2 separate regions of the Zea mays genome follow, and region 2 is linked to region 1. A link is a contact called in public Hi-C data. All regions are on one chromosome and are shown on one strand. Each heading gives the region's core, a stretch centred on a gene start, on an enhancer-like site or on the middle of the called end of the contact. The rest is flanking DNA. Distances are from core to core; before and after follow the strand shown. Region 1 holds the start of LOC100284952 (calcineurin B-like protein 9). Region 2 holds the start of LOC103638919 (protein ARABIDILLO 1).

Region 1 (3,332 bases), core at 625-3,124:
AAAGGGCATCGGGGTTCATGGTAGCTGGACCCTGGCCACGGAGTTCGTAATCTCAGTCTGTAATGGCATGGGGATTGTTTCCCAGAAGCCCTGTGATGAAAGAGGTGACATTAGGAAGAAGGGATATTGGGGAAGTAATCTGCTATTGCTTAATTGCCAAGTGTTCGAATACAAAAGATAAATAGGCACTATGCCTTGCCTTCTAACAAACATAGATGGAAAAGCTCCTCAAATCGAGGCACGATGGTTTTCTCGTTGTGGTGACCATTAGCTTACGGCACTTCCTGCGTGCACTGCGTGTCCCTGGCATGGGTCAGGTGGGTATACCGGTGGTCCCACATGACAGCCCATAACCTGATATGGCACCTCGCTCCAATCTAGATGGATAATTTATGAGTATGTTTCGACTATTGTATCATTAATTAAAAAAAATAGAAGAGAGATCATTTAACATACAAACTAGAGCACTTCATGTACCATAGGGTTGTATTGTAAATAAGGAACATTTGGTAAGGAACAACCATGAACAGAATGAAAACAAACATTTGAACGTAAATCTTGGTGCCTACAAGCTACAACTACGAAAAGGACATAAAAATGGCAGTGCCACATAATTTCTGCAGCTGAGGAAAGTAAAAATACAAAACGTAGGATAGCAAGCTTCACTTTCCAGTCGTACAATCAGCAATGAGGGCTAACTACAACATGGCTAGTGAGCATATTTGATGTTCATACACAAAACTGACAATATAGCAAGGAATACAGAGATGACTAATAGAATATACCTTGTTGATCAGGCCATCGTCAATCACTGAACCACTTATGCTCTTGAACAGCTCGAATAGAGCCTCAACCTCACTAACACTGACTACATAAGCAAAAGAAAAGCACGTACTCAGCAAGATATAGAGAGGGCAATTTAGAAATTACCGAAAACGCAAGGATCATGCAGCATGCATCCAGTGCTCCTACAGATATCTAAGATATCCTAGTAAACGACACCGATATCTAGACGAAACATCTGGCATCTCCGTTCTCCAATTCCATTCCAACCACGGCAATCATTGAAAACTAAATAAGAAAAAAAAAACTCGAACTCACGCGAGTAGCTCGTACGCGTAGGGCAAGAGATGGGATCGGCGAACTCACAGGAGGTCTGGGAGGCGAGGTCCACGGGGTCCTCGTAGCCAGGATGCTGCCGCTTGGCCGTGGAATGGAAGCATCCCATCGCCGCCGCGGGGCGTTTCGAAGAGCCGGCCCAACCACTCAAACCAACCAATCTGCTAGCACCGCCGCCCGCGCTCCCGCCTAAAAATGGCCCCGTTCGCAGCTGTCTTCGCCGCTGAGGAGGCGAGGGAGTGAGGGACTGAGGGGCACGAGGGCGGCGAGGGCGAGTGGATCTGGGCCGTCGAGGTGGGGTCAGACGACGGAGACTTGAGGATTTCGGCTGCAGCCTGGGTTTCTTCTGGCGAACGAGGCCGCCGTCCGGGAGGGCGGGGAAAAAAAAGGAGGCGACGCGACGCGACGCGGCGGCGATTGGTTGGTCGAAGCGGGGTGCGGAACTGCGGAACGGACCAGGAGCCGGGGGCGTCGCGCACTGGTTGCGTCCACCACGCGTCGGAGCGAGGGCGAACCAGGCCAGGCCGAGACGAGGCGGGGAGCTCAGCCCCCTGGCCCCGGGAGGCAGGGGCGGCCGCCCTTCCCCTGATCGGCCTTGGGGCCGGGTCAGTCTCTGCCACGCCGGCGCATGTGCGCGTCCCCTTCGACGCTTCTTCTACTGGAAAAGGGCCAAGGCGTGCGGCGAAAAAGGGAGATGAGACGAAACCGCACGACGGCACAAGCGATTCGGCACGCGACAGCGCACCGTGCGGCTATTCCCAGCCACGCTCGACATGCCCAGAATATAACGGCACTACGGGAGGTGGTGGCGTACGCACCAACCTGGAAGATTACAGTCGCGGAGCCAACTGCCGCAGCCGGCGGGCGGCGACGGCGACGGCGCCTCAGATTCTGGTCGATTATTCTGATTAGCTCCAGTCTCCGGAGACGGAGTTCGCGAGACCATGCGTTGTTTATAGAACATTCTGAATTATAACATGTTTTGATTTAAATGTCTAAACTATCTTCCGCATCTTATCCATTCTTTTATAGCCTGTTTGGTTTGGTTTGAGGAATAAGCTAATCCATCATCTTCTCCTTTTTTTTTGTTTGGTTTGTGGAATGTAAGAGCATCTCCAACAATGCCTCAAACTAATGCCTCAAATCGAAATATAGGACTCTACACAGAAAAAATCACTCCAACAGTACCTCAATTAAACAAATTTTGTCAAAAAACTATAGGGCACCCTCTCAAGTGCCTCAAATATACTACATCATAGTGGGCTGCCCTATAATCTAGATTTGAGGCTTTACTGTTGGAGCAGAGTGTTTTGTTGGTGCCCTAAATTCTATAAAATTTACTTATTTTTAAATTATAAGGCATTTTTATAGGTCACGTTGTTGGAGATGCTCTAATGAGTTGATCTATCATCACTTCATTCCTTATAGTTAGTTAGTTAATACTAATATGAGGAATGAGGTTATCCCACCAAATTTGAGGAATGAACCCATGATGTCCACCGCATTTTGGATTGAGTGATTCCTCAAACCAAACACCTCTTACTATATTTAAATTTCACTCTACGGATAATGCAGATAATGTAAAAACAATTTTCTAGATAAATTATAGATAGACTGCTGGACACGGTTTAATTAACTAATTGTTAGCTTCCAGTTCTTTCGACACGAGGTCACCCCGTTTTCATCCGCCAAAACGGAAATGCAAGAGTTTTGAGCTTCAGCAGAGGAGCAAAAAAATCATCTATGAAACGTTATAGTAACGGAGTGGAAACGAGTCGAGCTAAATTAAACTTAGCTTGGTCAAGTAACGAGCTTAACGAGTCGAGTGACTGGACTCATTTCTCCGGTGAGCTTAAAAAGTAGACTTAGCTCGGCTCACAGCTAGCTCGTGAGTCTGACCAAAAGCCTTAACTCGTAATATAAATTATAATATAGAATCTTAAAACTAATTTAAGTAACCTATTTTAAATTTGTAAAATAAATATGTTACTAATATAATTTAGAAAATAGATTAAATTTATACAGTAATTTCTAATAACACAATCTAATTATATATTTGGTACTCATATATTTGGTACTGATATTATATGATATTTAGGATTTTATATAACAAATTGTTGTTAGATCGAGCCACAAGCTGGCTCGCTCTTTTCCCGAGCTACAAAATAGGCTCAGCTTAGGCTCGTTCTTAGTGTCGAGCTGCTCTGAGCCGA
Region 2 (3,646 bases), core at 494-2,993, 290 kb after region 1:
CTCTAACACAATGAATCAAATGCGTGGGAGCGGAGCCTGGATGCCTTAGTATGCTTAGAGAATGCTTGGTGTGCTCCTCCATGCGCCTAGGGGTCCCTTTTATAGCCCCAAGGCAGCTAGGAGCCGTTGGAGATCAATTTGGAAGGCATTTCTTGCCTTCTGTCGAGTGGTGCACCGGACAGTCCGGTGCACCACCAGACAACCACTGTTCATGTCCGGTGCACGATCTCCTTCTATATCGGGCGCATCCGACCGTTGCTCCTCCGGACCCGTTGGCGCACCGGACACTGTCCGGTGCACACCAGACAGTCCGGTGTGCCCAACCGACCGTTGGAGCGAGACACACGTCGCCCGCAGATTGCGCAGCCGACCATTGGCCGCGAGCGCCGTTGGCTCACCGGACAGTCCGGTGAATTTTAGCCACGTCACCTTTTTCATTTTCCGAGACCGACGAGTTCGTCGCGGATGACTCACCGGACAGTCCGGTGATTTATAGTCGTACAACTCCGTCGATTCACGAGAGGAGCCGGTTCAACGTCGGCCAGCCTGGGGCACCGGACACTGTCCGGTGCGCCACCGGACAGTCCGGTGTGCCAGGCCGAGCTGGAGTTAGCTGTACACAACCAACTATTTCCCATTTCTTTTCTCCTTCTTTTGTCACTGTTTCTAGCACTTATACAAACACATTAGTATTCAAAAACAATGTACTAAGTCTAGAACCATACATTGTAATATGATTTGTATTTCTCTCTTTGTTTAGCACATAAGAACTTAATCAATCGTGTTGGACATTTAATCACCAAAACATTATAGAAATGGCCTAAAGACACATTTCCCTTTCAATAATGCATATACCGTATTGGTATAGGTAGGACAAAATAGTGTTTGTGCTGTACAAATGGTGAGCCGTCCATGTAATAGAGACCGGATTAGTGACCCAAAGCAGGCATAACTAGTAGACTATAACCCCTAGTCAGACGACTAATCGTGATTAGTCGGTGACTAGGACGACTAATCTCTTCCTAGTCACTCTAGTTGAGTCAGAGACCCTAATCGAGCTAGCTTTAGCGATAAGGCCGACTAATCATGACTAATCACGATTAGTCGGATGACTTTAAAATCTTGATGTAATATGATCGAACGAATGCACATTTGGTGTTTTGAAGATGAAGTGGAGAATTTTGTTGGATCTACCAAGACAAACAATAAAAAAATACATACATGCATGACTCTTCATTTTTGTTTGGTTTGTTTAGTCATCCTCTTAAACTTTAAACTTTAGTGACTAAGTTTTAGTCACTAGAAATTTTATTTGGAAGACCTATTTTAGTCACTATGGTATTTTAGAGACTAAAAATAATTAAGGAGGTGTCACCTTAGAGCATCTCCAAGAGACTAGCTAAATAAGTTGCTAAGCTAAATTTTGGCTACTCAATAGTAAAATAAATCTCCAAAAGACTAGCTATATGACTCGCAAGCTATCTAACTCTTTAAATTGGCTATCTCACTAGCTAAATTTGGCTAGCCACCAGACTAGCCAAACTAGATAGATAGTCTGTTGAACTGAGATGTTATATATATAATGTAATCTTTATAAAAACGTAAATAGATAGTCAAATAGAGAAAAAAAATGAAGAGTCTCTTGGAGATGCTCTTAATCCATACGTATTATTGAGATGTATTATTGAGATGGATTAAAGTGTAAATTAATTTAATTTATATTTAAATCCACTCAAGATTAATCAAACAATTTAATAAGTCGTCTGGATCAGTTTATCCAAAGTTTAACAAAAACACTGTTTTTAGTGTAAACTACACAGAAAAACTACACAGAGTGAAATTTCGGAAGCACGCAGACCCGGTCGGATCCACCGGCCCGCGGAACGGATCGAGGCCACCGGCATCCTCCGCTTGCGTCGCATTGCGGCGCCGAGCTCGAAACCCCTGGATCGGTTGCAGCTTTCCCACTGCCCCCGCCCGATAACGCGGCGGTAGGGTGGTGGCCTGTCGATCTCGCGGCGGGAGCCGGCTAACTACCTGCCGTTTTGTGGATTTGTGTGCGTGCTTGATTTTGGTGCGTGTGGTGGCGTGGAGTCGCCGGCGGGGGGGGGGGGGGAGCTAGGGTTTTGGTTTGGGCTTTCGGGATGACGCGCCGGGTGCGGCGGCGGACGTGCAGGGAACGGGAGGGTAGGGTGGTGCGGGGCGCGTGGTGTGTTGTTTCGGCGAGGCCGGAAGGCGAGGACGATGCGGCAGCGGTGGAGGTGGACTGGAGGGCGCTGCCGGACGACACGGTGCTGCAGCTTTTCGCGCGGCTGAACTACCGCGACCGCGCCAGCATGGCCTCAGCGTGCCGGGCTTGGCGAGCGCTGGGCTCGTCATCCTGCCTGTGGAGCACGCTCGACCTCCGTGCACACCGCTACGACCGGGAGGTGGCGTCATCGCTTGCCTCGCGGTGCGGGAGCCTTCGTCGGTTACGCCTGCGCGGCCACGAGGCAGCAGAGGCCGTCCCGGCCCTCTGCGCGCATGGTCTCCGCGAGGTGGTGGCCGATGGCTGCCGCGGCCTCACGGATGCCACGCTCGCTGTCCTCGCCGCGCGGCATGAGGACCTCCAGAGCCTCCAGATCGGGCCCGATCCTCTCGAGCGCATATCCAGTGACGCCCTCCGCCACGTCGCTCTTTGTTGCTCCCAACTCCGCCGCCTGCGCCTCTCGGGTCTCCGTGAAGCTGACGCGGATGCCGTCGGAGCGCTCGCCCGCTGCTGCCCCCTCCTCGAGGACGTGGCTTTCCTCGATTGCGGCACCGTGGATGAGACCGCTCTTGCTGGTATCCACTCTCTCCGCTTCCTCTCTGTAGCAGGATGCCGGAACCTGAAATGGGCTACTGCATCCACCTCCTGGACTCAGCTTTCCTCCCTTATTGCCCTTGACGTCTCCCGCACGGATGTTTCACCAAGTGCTGTTTCACGGCTCATTTCCCATGCCAAAACCCTCAAGCTTATATGCACGCTGAACTGTATTTCTGTTGAGGAGGAACAGCTTCATAATCCTGCTGTTTTTAGTAACTCTAAGGGCAAGGTCGTGCTAACGATTAACAGTGACATCTTTAGATCTTTTGAGACCATGTTTCCAATTGTGGATGCTAAAGAGCACGGGGTTTTCCATCAGTGTAACTGGAGTCACAAAGACAAGATAGCTGGTGATATAACAACATGGCTCGAGTGGATCCTGTCACAGTCACTTCTCCGAATTGCAGAGTCCAACCCACAAGGCATGGATGGTTTTTGGCTGCAGAAGGGCACCACACTGCTGCTTAGACTATTGAAGAGTTTGCAGGAGGATGTGCAGGAGCGGGCAGCCACTGCACTTGCTACGTTTGTAGTTATGGATGACGAGACTGCAAATGTGGATCCTGCAAGGTCGGAGGCGGTGATGCAGAATGGGGGCATCCGAATGTTGCTGGACCTTGCAAGGTGCTCAAGGGAGAGCGCACAGTCTGAAGCAGCAAAAGTAATTAGTTGTTTCTCTCTGCCTGTTATTTTTTAGTGTTCTTGCTTGCATTTACCATCTTCTCACATTAGTTAATGCCACCATGAAGGCTATTGCCAACTTGTCAGTGAATACCAAGGTTGCCAAGGCAGTTGCAGATG

What was found. Hi-C and Micro-C count contacts between places; a contact is called where the count stands out from the background.
Region 2: a Hi-C map of leaf shows a contact between it and region 1, with 5 times the contacts expected there. The contact joins the promoter of LOC103638919 here to the promoter of LOC100284952 in region 1. A contact is called at or near these places in 3 of 25 Hi-C or Micro-C datasets (ear, leaf and tassel).

What each region holds. Positions count from the first base shown.
Region 1 is chr9:119,603,069-119,606,400 of Zm-B73-REFERENCE-NAM-5.0, forward strand. It overlaps LOC100284952 (calcineurin B-like protein 9), which reads right to left and starts at 1,875. Exons shown (of 8, transcript NM_001157847.2): 1 at 1,150-1,875; 2 at 786-868. The coding sequence starts at 1,228.
Region 2 is chr9:119,897,344-119,900,989 of Zm-B73-REFERENCE-NAM-5.0, forward strand. It overlaps LOC103638919 (protein ARABIDILLO 1), which reads left to right and starts at 1,744. Exons shown (of 13, transcript XR_004852737.1): 1 at 1,744-3,506; 2 at 3,595-3,646.